Linked DNA regions of Mus musculus: region 2 is linked to region 1. Evidence: chromatin contacts called from public HiChIP or PLAC-seq data. All regions are on one chromosome and are shown on one strand. The core of a region is the stretch at or near the end of the contact, and the rest is flanking DNA. Distances in the headings are between cores, read along the strand shown. Region 1 holds the start of Rnf31 (ring finger protein 31). Region 2 holds the start of Ipo4 (importin 4).

Evidence for each region. HiChIP or PLAC-seq counts read pairs in DNA pulled down with a chosen protein or histone mark.
Region 2: a contact with region 1 is called in an H3K4me3 HiChIP or PLAC-seq map of the SCID.adh cell line, with 57 read pairs. The contact joins the promoter of Ipo4 here to the promoter of Rnf31 in region 1. A contact is called at or near these places in 18 of 39 promoter capture datasets (the 3T3-L1 cell line, the C10 cell line, the HPC-7 cell line and 11 more), 2 of 15 datasets of contacts at CTCF or cohesin (CD8 T cells and embryonic stem cells), 59 of 484 Hi-C or Micro-C datasets (the 3T3-L1 cell line, the AML12 cell line, B cells and 40 more), 17 of 115 datasets of contacts at active chromatin or transcription factors (the 230-238 cell line, CD8 T cells, the HPC-7 cell line and 11 more) and 4 of 9 other capture datasets (adipose tissue, embryonic stem cells, liver and 1 more).

What each region holds. Positions count from the first base shown.
Region 1 is chr14:55,588,837-55,596,294 of GRCm38.p6, forward strand. It overlaps Rnf31 (ring finger protein 31), which reads left to right and starts at 2,906. Exons shown (of 21, transcript NM_194346.3): 1 at 2,906-3,236; 2 at 3,333-3,479; 3 at 3,625-3,780; 4 at 3,997-4,056; 5 at 4,170-4,239; 6 at 5,459-5,636; 7 at 6,087-6,465; 8 at 6,634-6,924; 9 at 7,171-7,419. The coding sequence starts at 3,048. It overlaps Psme2 (proteasome (prosome, macropain) activator subunit 2 (PA28 beta)), which reads right to left and starts at 2,185. Exons shown (of 11, transcript NM_011190.3): 1 at 2,006-2,185; 2 at 1,659-1,691; 3 at 1,197-1,259; 4 at 783-869; 5 at 645-675; 6 at 465-562. The coding sequence starts at 2,053.
Region 2 is chr14:55,631,716-55,639,173 of GRCm38.p6, forward strand. It overlaps Ipo4 (importin 4), which reads right to left and starts at 3,969. Exons shown (of 30, transcript NM_024267.7): 1 at 3,815-3,969; 2 at 3,648-3,734; 3 at 3,417-3,496; 4 at 3,290-3,331; 5 at 2,565-2,694; 6 at 2,300-2,479; 7 at 1,997-2,062; 8 at 1,790-1,891; 9 at 1,619-1,702; 10 at 1,246-1,410; 11 at 585-638; 12 at 318-427. The coding sequence starts at 3,883. It overlaps Tm9sf1 (transmembrane 9 superfamily member 1), which reads right to left. Exons shown (of 5, transcript NM_001360063.1): 4 at 6,144-6,417; 5 at 4,250-4,897. The coding sequence ends at 4,504.

The sequences.
Region 1 (7,458 bases), core at 1,656-4,155:
TTCAAATCCCAGCAACCACATGGTGGCTCACAACCATCTGTAATGGGATCTGATGCCCTCTTGTCTGAAGATAGCTACAGTGTACTTACATATAATAAATAAATAAACCTTTAAAAAAAAGTGCCGGGCGTGGTGGAGCACGGCTTTAATCCCAGCACTCGGGAGGCAGAGGCAGGCAGATTTCTGAGTTCGAGGCCAGCCTGGTCTACAAAGTGAATTCCAGTACATACACGAAATGGAAAACCTACCTGCACATGCCTGGGTGCACACAAACACACAATTAAAAAGTATATATCTAGATATCTAGATATATACACACACACACACATATCCATCCATATATATCCAAGACACAAAAGCCAGTCTTATTATATATTAGGTCTCTGGGTTGAAGACCTGCATCTCTGACTGGACCACAGCTGTGCTGTGCTTTTCTTCCCACCTCCCCCAGGGCCCAGGCTCACCAGAATGCACTTCTCTTTGAGAGTCCAGACTTCTGGCTTAACCAAAGCGAGCAAGGCCAGAAGCTTCTCGTTCCCCGGGAGGTAGCCACACTTAGGGACTAAGAGAAAGATGAGAGTGGGGCCTTTATGTCACCCACATCCCTGCACCAGCCTCCCCCCTCCTCACCAGGTCTCCATTACCTTCCTTCTTCTCCTGCTTGTCTGTTTCCATCTAAGGCAAAATAAGGAAAGCAGCTTTAGAACAGTCTTGGAGGCTGCCACACTGTGGTGGTGTTGCCACTGGCTTAGAGTTCAGGCTCTGCACACTGAATGCCTTACCTCGTCATCCTTGGGTGGAGGATCTGGGATAGGGATGTCCAGAGGAGCCCGGAGGGAGGAGAGGTCGGCCACATTGAGGGAATCCTCCTGTAGAATTTATTCTCAGACACTACCCAGCCTCCTCCCTTCACCAGACACAGCCTTCCATCTCTCTTCCTCCCAACCCAGGCTCAAGCCTTTTTTTTTTTTTGAGACAGGGTTTCTCTGTATAGCCCTGGCTGTCCTGGAACTCACTTTGTAGACCAGGCTGGCCTCGAACTCAGAAATCCGCCTGCCTCTGCCTCCCGAGTGCTGGGATTAAACGTGTGTGCCACCACACCCGGCCAGGCTCACTCAGCTCCCAGCATGCTGATGCCCGTCAGATGGGTGATGAGAGGTGTCAGGAGATGGAGCAGAGGGGTCTATACTACTCACCTGCAAGAGCTGACTCAGGGATATGATTTTCCGTGGCAAGAAAGTGCAGAGGAAGTCATCAGCCTGCAAGTTACATTACAAAAATAATCATGCAAGAGGTTTGTTGATACGTATCAGAAGTTGGCCCATGGAAATCACTGAGCTCAAGACTCTCGTATGAGGAAACCCTAGCCCTGGAAATAAAGGGACTTGCCCAATCTCATGAAGGGCAGAAGTAGGGCTATGGGGTTTTCCCTTTGGGCGACATCTTTACCTTTCCATTCAAGGGGAGTGGCAAAAGCAGTTAAGAGTTCTAAGATTGATCAGATTACAAGTAGAAACAAATCATTGCAGTTCACCTTGAGTAAGCATGAAGGTTCGGAGACACCAAAATTAAGGTGAACTGGTGGGTTACTCAGAGCTTGTGGCCCTAGAGTTCTGCACTAAGACTCTGGGTTACATCGACTGAATTCAGAGACTTACCTCCTGGAAAAGATTTTGTCTGAAGACATCCACCTGCACAGACAGAAGTAGCCGGATGCTGGTTAGGGTTTAGTTTGTATAGAATAAGGGCCCACTCCCAACCTAGGTGCCTTCCAACTCTAGCCCAAACCTGTCCCACAAAGCTAGTTTCCCCCTGGAGGAGCCTGCTCAGTGCACAGATTGGCTCGAGGACACGGCACTGGCAATCCCTGAGCAGAAGTGAAAGAAAGCCCTAAAGAAAGAGAGGCCGGTGGAGTTCGCTCGCAAGGCCCCATTGGTGCCCAGGAGCACCGAGCTTTATCTCCGTTAGGACTTCTCACTCCTTCCTGGCTTCGGTTCCCATTTACCTGTTTTCGGGCTTCTCCACTCAAGCGGACCCCACAAGGCTTGGCCATGCTTCCCCCCACTTGGCAGCTCTCGAGCCTGGGCTAGCAGCCCCAGCTTTCGCTTTCACTCTCCAGGCCCAGACCCACCCCCCTCAGCCACGCCCCCTCCCTTTTTTCTCCTCCTCCTGGCCGGCCACCAACCGTGAGTAGTACCCCCTCAGCCATTCCCAGCTAGTTGCCACTAGGAAGGGCGGTGTTGGCTTCATCATCAGGGGCTGTCCAAGGGAGGAGCTAGGAAAGCGTGGGACGGCGGAGACTCAAATAGAGGCGGCCTCTCGAGAAGGGCGGAGCTTATAGTATGGACCGTCCAGGGGAAGTACTGGACTGAGAGAGGGTGGGACAATAGGAAAGGGGGTACCCAGAGGTGGGGTTCCATGACGCTAGACTGAGGAGGGGACCAAGTAGGATCCGAGAGAGTAGGAAGGATAAGAAGGAGGAAAGCCTGGCAAGATGGAAGGGAGCAGGACGAGCGGGACTGCCTTCCCTTCAGGACAGACTAGAGAAGGGAGGAGCCCGCCTGAGCCGGGCTAAGGGCAGCCAGAGCCGGTCCCCGATAAGGTGGGACTTCCCCGCCGGGGAATGGAACAGAACCAACACTATGGAAATAAAGATAGCAAAGCTCTGGGCAAAATTAACCCCTCGCATGGGAGGTGGGTCCCTCCGGAAGGGGCGGGATAGTTTAAGGGAAGGCGAAGAAGAGAGCCTGATTCGGAAGGAAAAGGTTCCGTAGCATTATGGGAGGAGCCCGGGCCGCGGCTTCTTCATTGGCGGCGACCTGGCCACCCTTCCTGATCTCAGCTTTACCGTCACTCCGAACCCTCCTTTTCCTCTAAAGTGGCCCACAGTCCCGCCCTCTCTGCCAGGACTTCCTGTTCCCGGTAACCCTGGCCGTGGATGGGGCTGAGCGGGGCGGTGGCTTAAGTGACCCGGGCTGCTGTGGCGCCGCGCGCACCTGCGCCAGCCCCTGGAGGGCAGAGAAGCTGAGCCTGTCTCCAGTCTCAGGATGCCGGGAGACGAGGAGCGAGGCTTCCTGGCGGCCCGCGAGGAGCTGGCGAGCGCCCTGAGGTGGGATTCTGCGCAGGTTTTTCCCCTGGAGCAGCTCATGCCGCTTCTGGCCACCTCTCTGCCACCAGCCGCCCGCTACCTGCAGCTGGACGCCGGACGCTTGGTCCGCTGCAACGCTCATGGGGAGGTGAGGTCAAGCCCGCCCGGCGCTCCATGGAAGGGGACCTAGGCTCAGAGGCCAGGTGGGCTAGGCTCACGACTCTGCTTTTCTGAATGCTCCCAGCCTCGAAACTACCTCAACACCCTATCCACGGCCCTGAACATCCTGGAAAAATATGGTCGCAACCTCCTCAGCCCGCAGCGGCCCCGGTATTGGCGCTCAGTGAAGTTTAATAACCCCGTCTTTCGCAGCACGGTGGATGCTGTGCAGGTGAAACTCTTGGACCTTATCGGAGAAGGGGACTAGACCTGTGCTTAGGGTTGACCAGAAAGGCTTGAGGGTGTGCTGAGTGGGGGACCAGCTCTATTGCCTAGGAGGTCTGTTAGATGGTGACCGGGTCCTGAATGTGTGCCAGGGTGGCCGGGATGTACTACGGTTGTATGGCTATACTGAGGAGCGCCCAGATGGATTGAGTTTCCCCGAAGGGCAGGAGGAACCAGATGAATACCAGGTTGCTGTTGTCACACTAGAAGTACTGCTGCTTCGCACCGAGCTCAGTTTGCTGTTGCAGGTGAGATGACCTTCTGATTCTAAGGATTTTAAGTACTTGACTGGGAGCCCCAAGGCACGTTGAGACACCCCCACCCCCGTGCAGGGAAATTCTGTTGCTGCAGCAGCCAGCCTGGAAGCTTCTGTTACACTTTCTCCCTCTGGAATGTTAGGAGATCAGGGCTTACAGGGAGAACGTTGTTCAAGGTGGGAATTCTTTTCATCATCTTGTTTGCAGAATACTCATCCCAGACAGAATGCACTGGACCAGCTGCTAAGAGAGAGCGTTGAAGATGGTGTAAGGAAGGCAGGAAGGGTGTTGTTCATGGAACACGGGGGGGGGGGGGGGGGGCTGAGTTTATGGGATTCTGTGCCCCCAGCACTTTGCCCACGCTCCGCTTGCTTTCTCAGATGCTGCAGCTTTCAGAGTTTCACCCCCTTCTGAGGGAGATTGTTCCTGGCCCCCGCCCCTCTGCCCAAGGTATTGTATGCTTCTTTACGGGAGAAAAATATTAGACTGAGTTGGTGCAAATGTAGGATTTTCTTTCCTCTTGTATTTGTTGTTTTTTTAAGATTTATTTATTTATGTATATGAGCATTGTATTTGCACATATGCCAGTGTGACAGAAGAGAGCATCAGATCCCATTACAGGTGGTTGTGAGCTACCATGTGGGTGCTGGGATTTGAACTCAGGACCTCTGGTGGAGCAGCCCGTGCTCTTAACCACTGAGCCATCTTTCCAGCCTGTATTTGTATTTTATTTCAAGAGATGAAAGCCCCCCTTCCCCCCCACACACCATGGGTCCAGATGTTGTAAAGACTGTTTTGTGACTTCCCCTAACCCATAACAAAATTTTAAGTGTAGCCTGGTCTTTCCTCCTTTAATATTACTTTTTAGTAGTGGAAGGTGGGTGGGTAGATATGTGCATGTAGGCACAGGTGCCATGGAAGCCAGAACCGATCCCTCTGCGGCTGGCATTACAGACCATGTTGAGCTGCCCAACACAAGTGCTGGGAATCAAGCTGCAAGGGCAGTACTTGATCTTAACTGCTTAGCCATCTCACCGACTGTGTAGCCTGGTCTTTTTAAAAAGGCTACTCTGGGGGTTGAAGAGACGGCTCAGTGGTTCAGAGCACCTCTTGCCATAGTTCAATTCCCAGCATCCACTTGGTAGTTCACAGCCATTCTTAAGTCCAGTGCTAAGGGATCTGGCCCTCATTTGAATTCTATGATGCATGTGTCATACAAAATAAAAAGTAAATAACTTAGAGAGGGAGTGGGGTGGAGAGAGAGAGAGAGAGAGACACCAGACATGGTAGGTAGCTCACACCTTTAATCTTTAGTCTTAGTCCTGGGGAGGCAGAGGCAGATGGATCTGTGAGTTTGAGGCTAGTCTGGTCTACAGTCATTTGCAAGCCAACCAGCCAGGGCTACATTGTGGTGAGGCGGGAATAAAGGTGATGCTTGTCTTTCTGTGTTTGGCTTGTCTTGCTCAATATGGTATCTTCCAGTTTTGTCCATTTTCCTTTCTATAACAAGATTTTGTTCTTTGTAACTAATGCTCCAGCGTGCGTGTGATTACAGAAGTTGCCTTTATGTGTAAACGTCTTCATTTGCTTGTTGATAGGTCCATGACTCCATATCTTGGCTGAGTATATATGCTTGTTAAGTTTTACACTTTTGGTTTCGTTTTTCCAGGCTCCACTCCTGGTCCCTGTTTCCTCTGTGGTTCTGCCCCAGGCACACTGCACTGTCCAGCCTGTAACCAAGTCTCGTGCCCAGCTTGTGACATTTTGTTCCATGGGCATCCGTCCCGTGCACATCACCTTCGCCAAGCCCTGCCTGGGTCCCACCAGACTGCCAGCCTGAGCTCTAGGTGAGAGGCTTTCTCTTCTTGGGGAGAGTGAAATTAAGAAGGAAATTGAAGATTACTTGAGTATCTATTATGTGTCAGGTTCTCTATGGAAGGGTGTCTTACAGAGAACAGCCCCCCTAGGAAGTTATAGATATAAACACTAAGCAAGTAGCAGCCACTATAAGACAGATTGTTATGATACACAGGTTGGCAGTAGATGGATACAGTTTTGTCTGAAGGATCAGAATTTTAAACACCTAGCATGATGTTAAGAGATTGCTTCCTGGAAGAAGTTGTCAATAATCCATCATTTAATTATTGACTCATATGGGGATGAGAGTGTTCCAGACAAAACAGCAATCAGAAAGGCCAGAGCCCTATGTCATAACCTATGCAATGGGAGAGGCAGGGGTGAGGGGACTCGGGTACTAACTTCTACCTCAGCTGGCCACATCTGCTCTTCTATTACAGTTTACCTGCCTCGTCCCAACCACGGCCCCCCTCCTCCTCCTTGGCCCTGGGAGATAGCTCTCTTTCTTCCCCTGACCCTGCAAATGCCTGTCTGCCCTGGCATTGTCTTACCTGTGCCACACTAAATGAGCCTTGGGCAGTGTTCTGTGCAGTCTGTAGTCAGCCCAAAGGCTGCAAGGTGCCGGGAATAGAGGGTTCCCATGGAACCGGGGGCCTAGAACCTGAGCCTGCACGGGATCAATGGGCCTGCCAGAGCTGTACCTTTGAGAATGAGGCAGCAGCTGTGCTATGCGCCATATGTGAGCGACCTCGGCTGGCCCAGCCTCCCAGCTTGGTGGTGGATTCCCATGATGCTGGTGTTTGCCAACAGTCCCTTAAGGTAACCTGTTCCTGGCCTTCCCAGCTCTCCATTTGTACCTGTTAACCTCAAGTTATTCTCTGAACTCACATTCTGTCTTCTTTTGGTTCCCCTAGTATTTCTCTTGTATCTCTGTCATGACGCCTCGTTACGCAGTCAGTAGGATAATTCTTCTCTCTCCCTTTCCAGCAGGAGGATCCTTTGCTCACCGCTGCCCAGCCTCAGGTGTGGTACTGTGACCATTGTACCTTCTGCAATTCAGGCCCTGTCTGGGTGTGTGCCATGTGCAACCGAACCCGAGACCCCATCCCTACACAGCCTGCCCTCCAGTCCTATCCCAGCTCTTTGGAAAAGGGACGCCCAAAGCCAGGGTCCTCACAACACCTTGGTTCCTCCCTGCCTGCTTCCTGTGGAGACCCAGAGAAACAACGCCAAGATAAGATGCGGAAGGAAGGTCTCCAGCTCGTGAGCATGATCCAGGTGATAACTGGGCCTGGAATGAATGAGATGGGGCTGAGCTGTCAGGGAAAGAAGATGCCGTAGATGGTTAATTAATGTTCTGATACCAGGATGCTAGCTGTAGCTGCCTCACTTTGAAAGCTTAGGGCAGGTAGCATGCTGTGCGCTGGTCACGCGATCAGTATTCCTGGCTGAGCCACTGTTGGTTAGGCTGAGAATGAGTAGAGTTCCTTTCCTGATGTGCCTCTGCTGTTGTCTGTTCTTCAGGAAGGAGAAACTGCGGGTGCCAGTCCAGAAGAGGTCTTCTCAGCTCTCCAATACTCAGGCACAGAGGTGCCCCTCCAGTGGTTGCGTTCAGAGCTGTCCTACGTCCTGGAGATGGTGGCTGAGCTTGCTGGACAACAGGATCCAGAGCTGGGGGCCTTTTCCTGTCAGGAAGCCCGGAAAGCCTGGCTTGATCGCCATGGCAACCTGGATGAAGCTGTAGAGGAGTGTGTGAGGGCCAGGAGGAGGAAGGTACCATTATGCTGGGGGTGGCACAGGGTGAGCACACCA
Region 2 (7,458 bases), core at 2,719-5,218, 44 kb after region 1:
CCTGAAGAAGCCTGTCTCAAAAAACTATTAAAAACAAACAAACAAACAAACAAACAAACAAACAAACAAAACAAAGGCTGGCCTAGGTGTGATGACGCACATCTTTAATCCCAGCACTGGGAGGCAGATATAGGCAGTTCTCTATGAATTCCAGGCCAGTCAAGGCTACACAGTGAGTCCCTATCTCAAGCAAGCAAGCAAAAAATAACCAATAAAACTAGTTACACTGAAACAGGGGTAGCAGGACAGCCAGAGGATGTACATCCACCCTCTCCATGTGACTCTGCTCACCCTGAGACAGGAATGGAATATAATACCTCTGCCTGATGTGGTCGCCTGCACCATCAGACAGCACAGCCAACACCAGGAATCCTGCTTTGCGCTGGTATGGGTCCTCGCTCCGCAAGGCTTCTTCCAGCATGGGCATCTAGGGAAGAACATGGAACATTCTTGAGAGCCCAGCACGAGTCTGCCTGCTACTTTCTCAACAGGCTCATCACAACGATCTATACCCAAATACCCTTGGCTTTCTTTAAGGGACTATACCTACCTAGGGCCAGTAAGAGCAAGAGAGTCACACTTACCACATGGGGACAGAGCTTCTCAGGGGGAAGATGTAGTGCCAGCATGTCCACAACCTGAGGAGAGCCAGGTAGACTGTGACTCCATCTCTAACCTCCACTTCTTATTTAACACCCAGCCCCAGGATCCACCTGTGATGGCTGCTTCTATGTTTGTGGCGACAGGATGGCTCAGACTGCCCAAAGCTTACAGTTCTACCTCAGCCTCCCAAGGGCTGGGGACTGAGCTTACAGGTGTCCACCAGGTCAGCTGGGTGCGATGGCTGATTTTAATAATCCACTTGACTGAACTGGGAAGTGCTTAGGAGACAAACTGTGATGATATTTTCAGAGCCAATTAGATCAGGAGAGCTCTGACCTCAAGATGAGTTAATCTCTTAATCTAATGCCAGTCACTAGGAGGAGCCAAAGGCAGAAGGCAGAGCTTAGTTGGGGCCACATCCTATGGGAGCTATCTTGCCCTGTCTCCTCCTTGTATACCCCTTCTCTGCCTTCTATCCATAACGTGAATGGTTCTGGTTTGCCGAGGCCTGAACCACTGTTTGGCTATTCCTTTCCCACCACAGTAAATGGAAATCTCCGAAGCCATGAAAATACTTCCTCCCCTTAAGGTGTCTGTTTCTCTGAGTATTGGGTGACAGTGACGAGAAGGCCAATACATCACCTGTACAGCAAAGTGCTTGGGAGTCTCCCCCATCAGCCCGATCTCCAAGTCATCGTCATCCGAATCTTGATCTTCAGGATCCAGTTGGCCCATGGGTGGCTCAGCAGCCATGAGGGGGAAAAGGGCGTGCAGCAAGGGAGGCACGAGGCGGTTCTTTAGTAAGGCCTAAGAGGGGAGGGCTAGCCTTGAGCATCTTCCCAGAACAGGCTCATGGGAAAATCCCAGCCTCCCAACCACAAGGACCCCAGCCAGAGACTCCCCGTCTCCTAGGCAGGGAGAGAAGGCTGGGCCAGGGCTCGAGCAGGACTAAGCCTACAAACACAACTAATGGCGGAGACAGCAGGATGGGGTAACTTCCCCAGAGGGAACGTACCTTACTTTTGACTTTGACCAAGAAAGTGAGGCAGCAGAGAACACGTACGCGGAGTGGTTCGCCAAGGGCCACATTCTTAGCCACCTATACAGACACCGACAAGAATCAGAAACAAGCAAGAAAACTTAACGGCAAACCAGCGAGCAGGAGCAGCACCCACCCCGGGCTCACCTCCAGGCAAAACGTGAGGACCTCAGAGAGGTGGGGGTTGATGATGGGCAACTCTGTCTCCAGCATTTCATCCAGGGCCTCCAGGGCCTCACAGGCCTTTACCTGCAGACAGACAAGTAAGTCACAGGGTACTCGCTCCTCTAGGGGACCATGGTGCTTGTGCCTCCATTTTCCTTCCAAAAGGAGACCCCTCCCGTCTGTCCTTACCTCATCTAAGGGGATCAGAGTCCTCAGTGCCGTAACGACTTTGGGCACCAACATCCGTGCAAGAGACTGGAAGACACAGGAATGAGCGTAATCACATAAAGCGCAGGTGGTCTCATCCCAGAAGCCAGGAGCTGGAGGCTTCCTCAAAGCCTCCATCTAAGGAGCCAGCCAGGCCCAGCTAACACGCTATGCCCTCAACCCTTAGGAAGAACGGGAGGCGGAATAAAACTCGAAAGCAGCTTGGGCCAAGACTTCTGAAAGCGAGGGCACGAAACCGAGAGATACAGGCAGCGTCTTACTTACCACATCATCCGGCCTGACATAGCGGGCGATGGCAGTCAGAGTGCGCAGGGAGTAGAAGAGCACTCCGGGAAAGCTGACGTCACTGAGCGTCTCATTCAGAAGCTGAAGCAGCTCGTGCTGGTGGGCATGGAATGCCTCGGGCTGGGAAGACACCACCACACTCAGCAGCAGAAGTCCCACCTGTACAGGAGCAGGGGAGAAGAGACGGTCTCGTGGTCTATCCAGCCTCTGTCCCTCCTTCCTGCCAACAGGGCAGTGCCAGTACCTCTTTCTCGGGGCTATGGGAACTATGAGTGCTGTGCTGAAGAAGGTTCATGAACTGAGGCCATCCTTGTAGGCCTTCCTTTCGAAAAATGGTGGCTGAGAGCTGGGCCAAGCTGACACTCACAGAATGCCTACAAAGAGGAGGTCCATTCATATAGAAACACCTTTTACCACCCTTCCCTTGCAAACAATGCCCCAGGCCCAAGGAGTGGCCAGAAAGAGAATGCAGGTATGTGCACGGTCTTTCCTAAGGCAGACCCCATAAGACCACCGACAGCTGGGGGTGAGGAAAGGAGGGGGGCATTGTGATCTGGCTCGGTCAGCACCACTGGACAGGCTGAATTCAATTCAGTCTTGTTTTCCCTATCTGGGTTTAGCTGATCATTTTCAGCCATTCTCAAAAACTTTAGGGTTTTAGTTGGGCAGTGGTGGCACACACCTTTAATCCCAGCACTTGGGAGGCAGAGGCAGGCGGATTTCTGAGTTCAAGGCCAGCCTGGTCTACAGAGTAAGCTCCAGGACTGCCAGGGCCACACAGAGAAACCCTGTCTCAGAAAAACCAAAAAATTAAAAAATGAAAAATAAATCACAAAAAACTTTAGTTTTCACATGTTCCACCTTCTAGGCCTGAATTAAGTCCTAGTCTGGGGCTGAAAAAGAAGGTAGAAGTCCAGTATCTCAGCCCCAATCAGTTAGGACCCCCGAGAGTGGGTGCTCCACACTTACACTGTCTCTTTCTGCAGTGCTGTCAGGACCAGGGACTTGAGGCTGGAAGACAGGTGGCAAAGGCTTAGTACTCGGCCTGTCAAAAAGTAGACTAGGCCCGGCCCCTCCCATCCTAAATCTAGCCCACCTCTCCCTCTGCTCAGGTGCCAGGCGTCGCCAGCGATTGTTCAGCCTTCTGCGGGTCAGGACCGCTGCAAACTGGCGGATCTGGGGTGAGAAGAGGTTGCCAGCCAAATGAGAATCACAGGCACCAAGAAGATGATGAACAGATTAGGACCGCAGGGGGCGGAGGCTGGAGCGGGACCAGGGACACATTGAGGAATTTCAGAATTTCGGCAAGGAGGGGCAGGTGACTCGCCTGAGAGTCGGTCGCTGTTGCCAGCAGATCGAAGAGTGCGGGCAAGGCAGCAGGGTCCCGAAGGATGGTCTGGAGCTGCTCCGTAGCCTGATGGAAGGCTGGGAGGTCAAGACCGGGCCTTTCCCACAGCCTCCCCATCCCCGTAGCCCGGTCAGGCCTGCCCATACCCGGCGGATGCGCTCCGTGTCGGGCAGCAGCAGCTCCTTCAGGATCTGTTCCAAACCCGCAGGCTCCATGGCAGCTGCCGAGCCGCCGCCGACGCCGCCGCTGCTACAGGGCCGGGTGGGGAGGGGGAGGATCGGCACGTGGAGACTCCGACAGCAACTTCCGGCGGAAAGGGCGTTACTCTGCGTCTCTCCTGTCGCCTGGGTGATTCAGCTTGCTTCCCTTCAAAAACTGCGGAAAGCTGGTGGCTGGCGTCAGTCTGGGCTTCCGTCTGCCTGAGCACCCGCTGACAGAGCCTCGGCACCGTGGGTTCCCTGTGCCGACAGTTCCCAGAGTCCAGAGTTTGTGTGGCAATAGCGAACTCGGGTTTTCAAAACAACTGCATTGACAACAGGCCTCGGGTTTCTATAACTAGACCAAAACTTCCAACGACAGGATCCTTTTTCTTAATAAATTTTATTTTAATAATTGTAAAAAGAAAAAAAAAATCAGGACCAAAACGTAAGGCAACTTAAAAAGTTCAAATATATATATTCCTTATATAATAGAGATTTTTAATTTCCAGGTCCTCTCTAAAGAGGGAAGGAAGGCGACAATGCCATCACACAATTCGGTCAGAAGAGAAGCTATCAAGTGAAATCAATGGGGCATGATGAAAGCAGGAAAGAGCCAGAGTTCTGTGGCTTAGAACTCAGTCCATCTTGAGGTTAACATAGATATAACGGATGAACTTTAAAGAGGAAAAAAAGGAGATGGTACCCAGCATGAGGAAGAAGACATAGCCAGTCAGTAAAGAGTAGCCAAAGAACTCTACTGTCTGTACTGCCCCTGACATGTTAGAGCGCCGGGCATAGTAGAAAACTGAGTAGAGGAAGATGAAGAGGCCGGTGGAGCCGACGCTCAGCACGGATCGCCACCACCAGCGGTAGTCTTCCCCAGACAGCTGGAAGTAGGTGAGCGCAATGGAGATGCAGGCCCCCACACTCAGCAGGATGGCGAAGACAAAGAAGAGGATGCCGTACAGAGTGTACTGCTCTCGACCCCAGACTGTGGCAAAGATGTAGTACAGCTCCACGGAGATGGCGCTGTGAAGAGAAAAAGACAATGCACATCATTAAAGCTCTGTTCATAGCCACAGCACGCGGAGCCAAACTCAGCCACATCTTCCGGTAGCGCTGTGGCGATCAAGAGAGCTCCAGGAGGCTTCTGCCTATTAGCTTAGTTTATTAGTTGCTCTCGGTTCATGAACATCTTCCCTGACAGGCTGAAAGCAACCATCTTAACTAGAGTAGGCATACATCTATAATACTACTATTTGGGAGGCTGAGGCAGGAGGATTGCCAAATTCAAAGTCAATCTAGGTTAAAAAGCAAGTTCAAGGCCAGCCTGGAAAACTTAAGACAGTCTTAAAATGAAAGGTAAAAAAGGGCTGGGATGTGGCTCAGAGAACAGTGCTTGCCAAAGGATGCACGAGGCCCTAAGCACACTCCACTACTACAAAATGGGAGCAAGAAAGAAGTGGAGGGGGCAGATACTGTGTTGTTTACTTCCTTCTGTATTGTTTAAAAGGTACTTAACAAACTGAATGAGAAAACACATAGGTCTTAAGCTCTCTGTGCCTGTGAACACTAAACAGAAATCAGGTTCTGTAAGCTCCAATACAAGGCTTAAAGCCCACTTGATTACTTTCAGTTTGCTGAGTGAGAGCTTGACAGTGAAACGCTCATGTGAGCGAGCTGAAGCTCACTCCTGGTCTGTGCTTGGGCTGAGCTGAGGATTATTACTGGGTTATGGTATTTAGAGAGCGGAGAAAGGCAAAGGTGAATCAAAACCCTGCTGAATGCAAGGTGTGGTGGCCCTCATCCAAGGCGGGACAACTTAAGGTTTTTGTTTTGTTTTGTTTTTTAAGACAGGATTTCTCTGTAGCCGTGGCTGTCCTGAAACTCTGTAGACCATGCTGACCTCAAATTTATAGGAGCTGGAGAGATGGCTCAGCAGCTAAGAGCATTGAATGCTCTTCCAATAGGTCTTGAGTTCAAATCCCAGCAACCACATGGTGGCTCACAACCATCTGTAAAGAGATCTGACGCCCTCTTCTGGAATGTATGAAGACAACTACAGTGTACTTACATATAATAAATAAATCTAGAAAAAAAAAAAAATAGAGATCCACCTGCCTCTACCTCCGAGTGCCCATGAGCCTTATGAGTGCCTCAAAAAAAGAAAACAAAGTAAACAGAAAACAAAATAAACAAAAAACTCTCTAGTGTCCAAAACCAAACCAAACCAAAACCACCAAAAATGGATGGCCATGGTACAAAGTGAGGATACCTGAAAGGCAGGAAGCCACCAACAGTCATGTGGATGACAGTAGACTTGTACCAGGGCTGGGGTGGGATCTCCCGGGCGATATTCTTTGTGCGACAAGGTGCATCAAAGGGACTAGCGTTGTTCTTCCCAAAGATGCCGCCAATGACAGTGAGAGGAAAGCCTACCAGCAGCCAGACTGTCAGCAGCAGCAGGATGGTTGTGGCCGGCAGCGCCTGTGTTGAACCGTTGGCCCAATGCACTGAGTTCACCACACTCCAAGTCAGGAAGAAAGGCACTGCAGGAAGGAGGGTCAGCAGTAGGAGCAACATCCCCGTGACACCCCACTCTGACTGGACCTAAAGGGAAAGGGATGAAGTAGCCTGCCACTTACAGGGCCCACCTATGCTTCCAGATGGCCAGAGCTGATTGAATCCACTTTGACCCTTTTATAGCTCATTGTCCTTTTATGTGTTTATTCTTTATTCTTTATTTTTCAAACACCATTCCCCAACCCAATGTCATCAAGAATTAAGACAGCTGGCCAGCCAGTGGTGGCGCACATCTTTAATCCCAGCACTCGGGAGGCAGAGGCAGGTGGATCTCTGAGTTCGAGGCCAGCCTGGTCTACAGAGTGAGTTCCAGGACAGCCAGGGTTACACTGAGAAACTCTGTCTCGAAAAAACAAACAAAAAAAAAGAATTAAGACAGTTGCATCATTGTGGTCCAAGAGTGATACAAATCTACCTACCTACAGAAACCTGTCTTGCCATGGCACTGATAATTCCAAGCATAAAACAGTCATTTGGGTTAAGGGCCTGTTATCAGAAAGCCATGCTTCAAATATATAAATGGGATGGGACAGAAGTCAAATACATCAGATTGGAAATCACAAGGTTCAGAATATAGACTACTACTGTTTTTGAAAAGGCAAACTGGCTTGAAATCCAGAATGAACCTACCTCCAAAATAAAAATAGTATCAAAAAATAAACTCAAGAATGCTACTTAGGAGGGTTGAGGGAATGGTTCAGTCAGCAAAGCCCCCCCCACCATGAAAGCCTGAGCACCTGAGTTGGGTCCCCAACATTCTCATTAAAGACAACAAAAATAAGCCACATCGGTGGCCAGAGCTCACAATCACAGTAGACGGAGGGCAAGAGACAGGAGGATCCTTACGGCTCACTGGTCATCAGGTCTAGCTAATGCAGTGAGCTCTAACTTCAGTGAGACACCCTGCCTTGAAGGGTAAGGGAAGCTATTGAGGAGGACCCGCTCCTGACCTCTGCCTTCCAAATGCGTGTGCATACACAGCACACATGCAAGCCTACACAGGTATG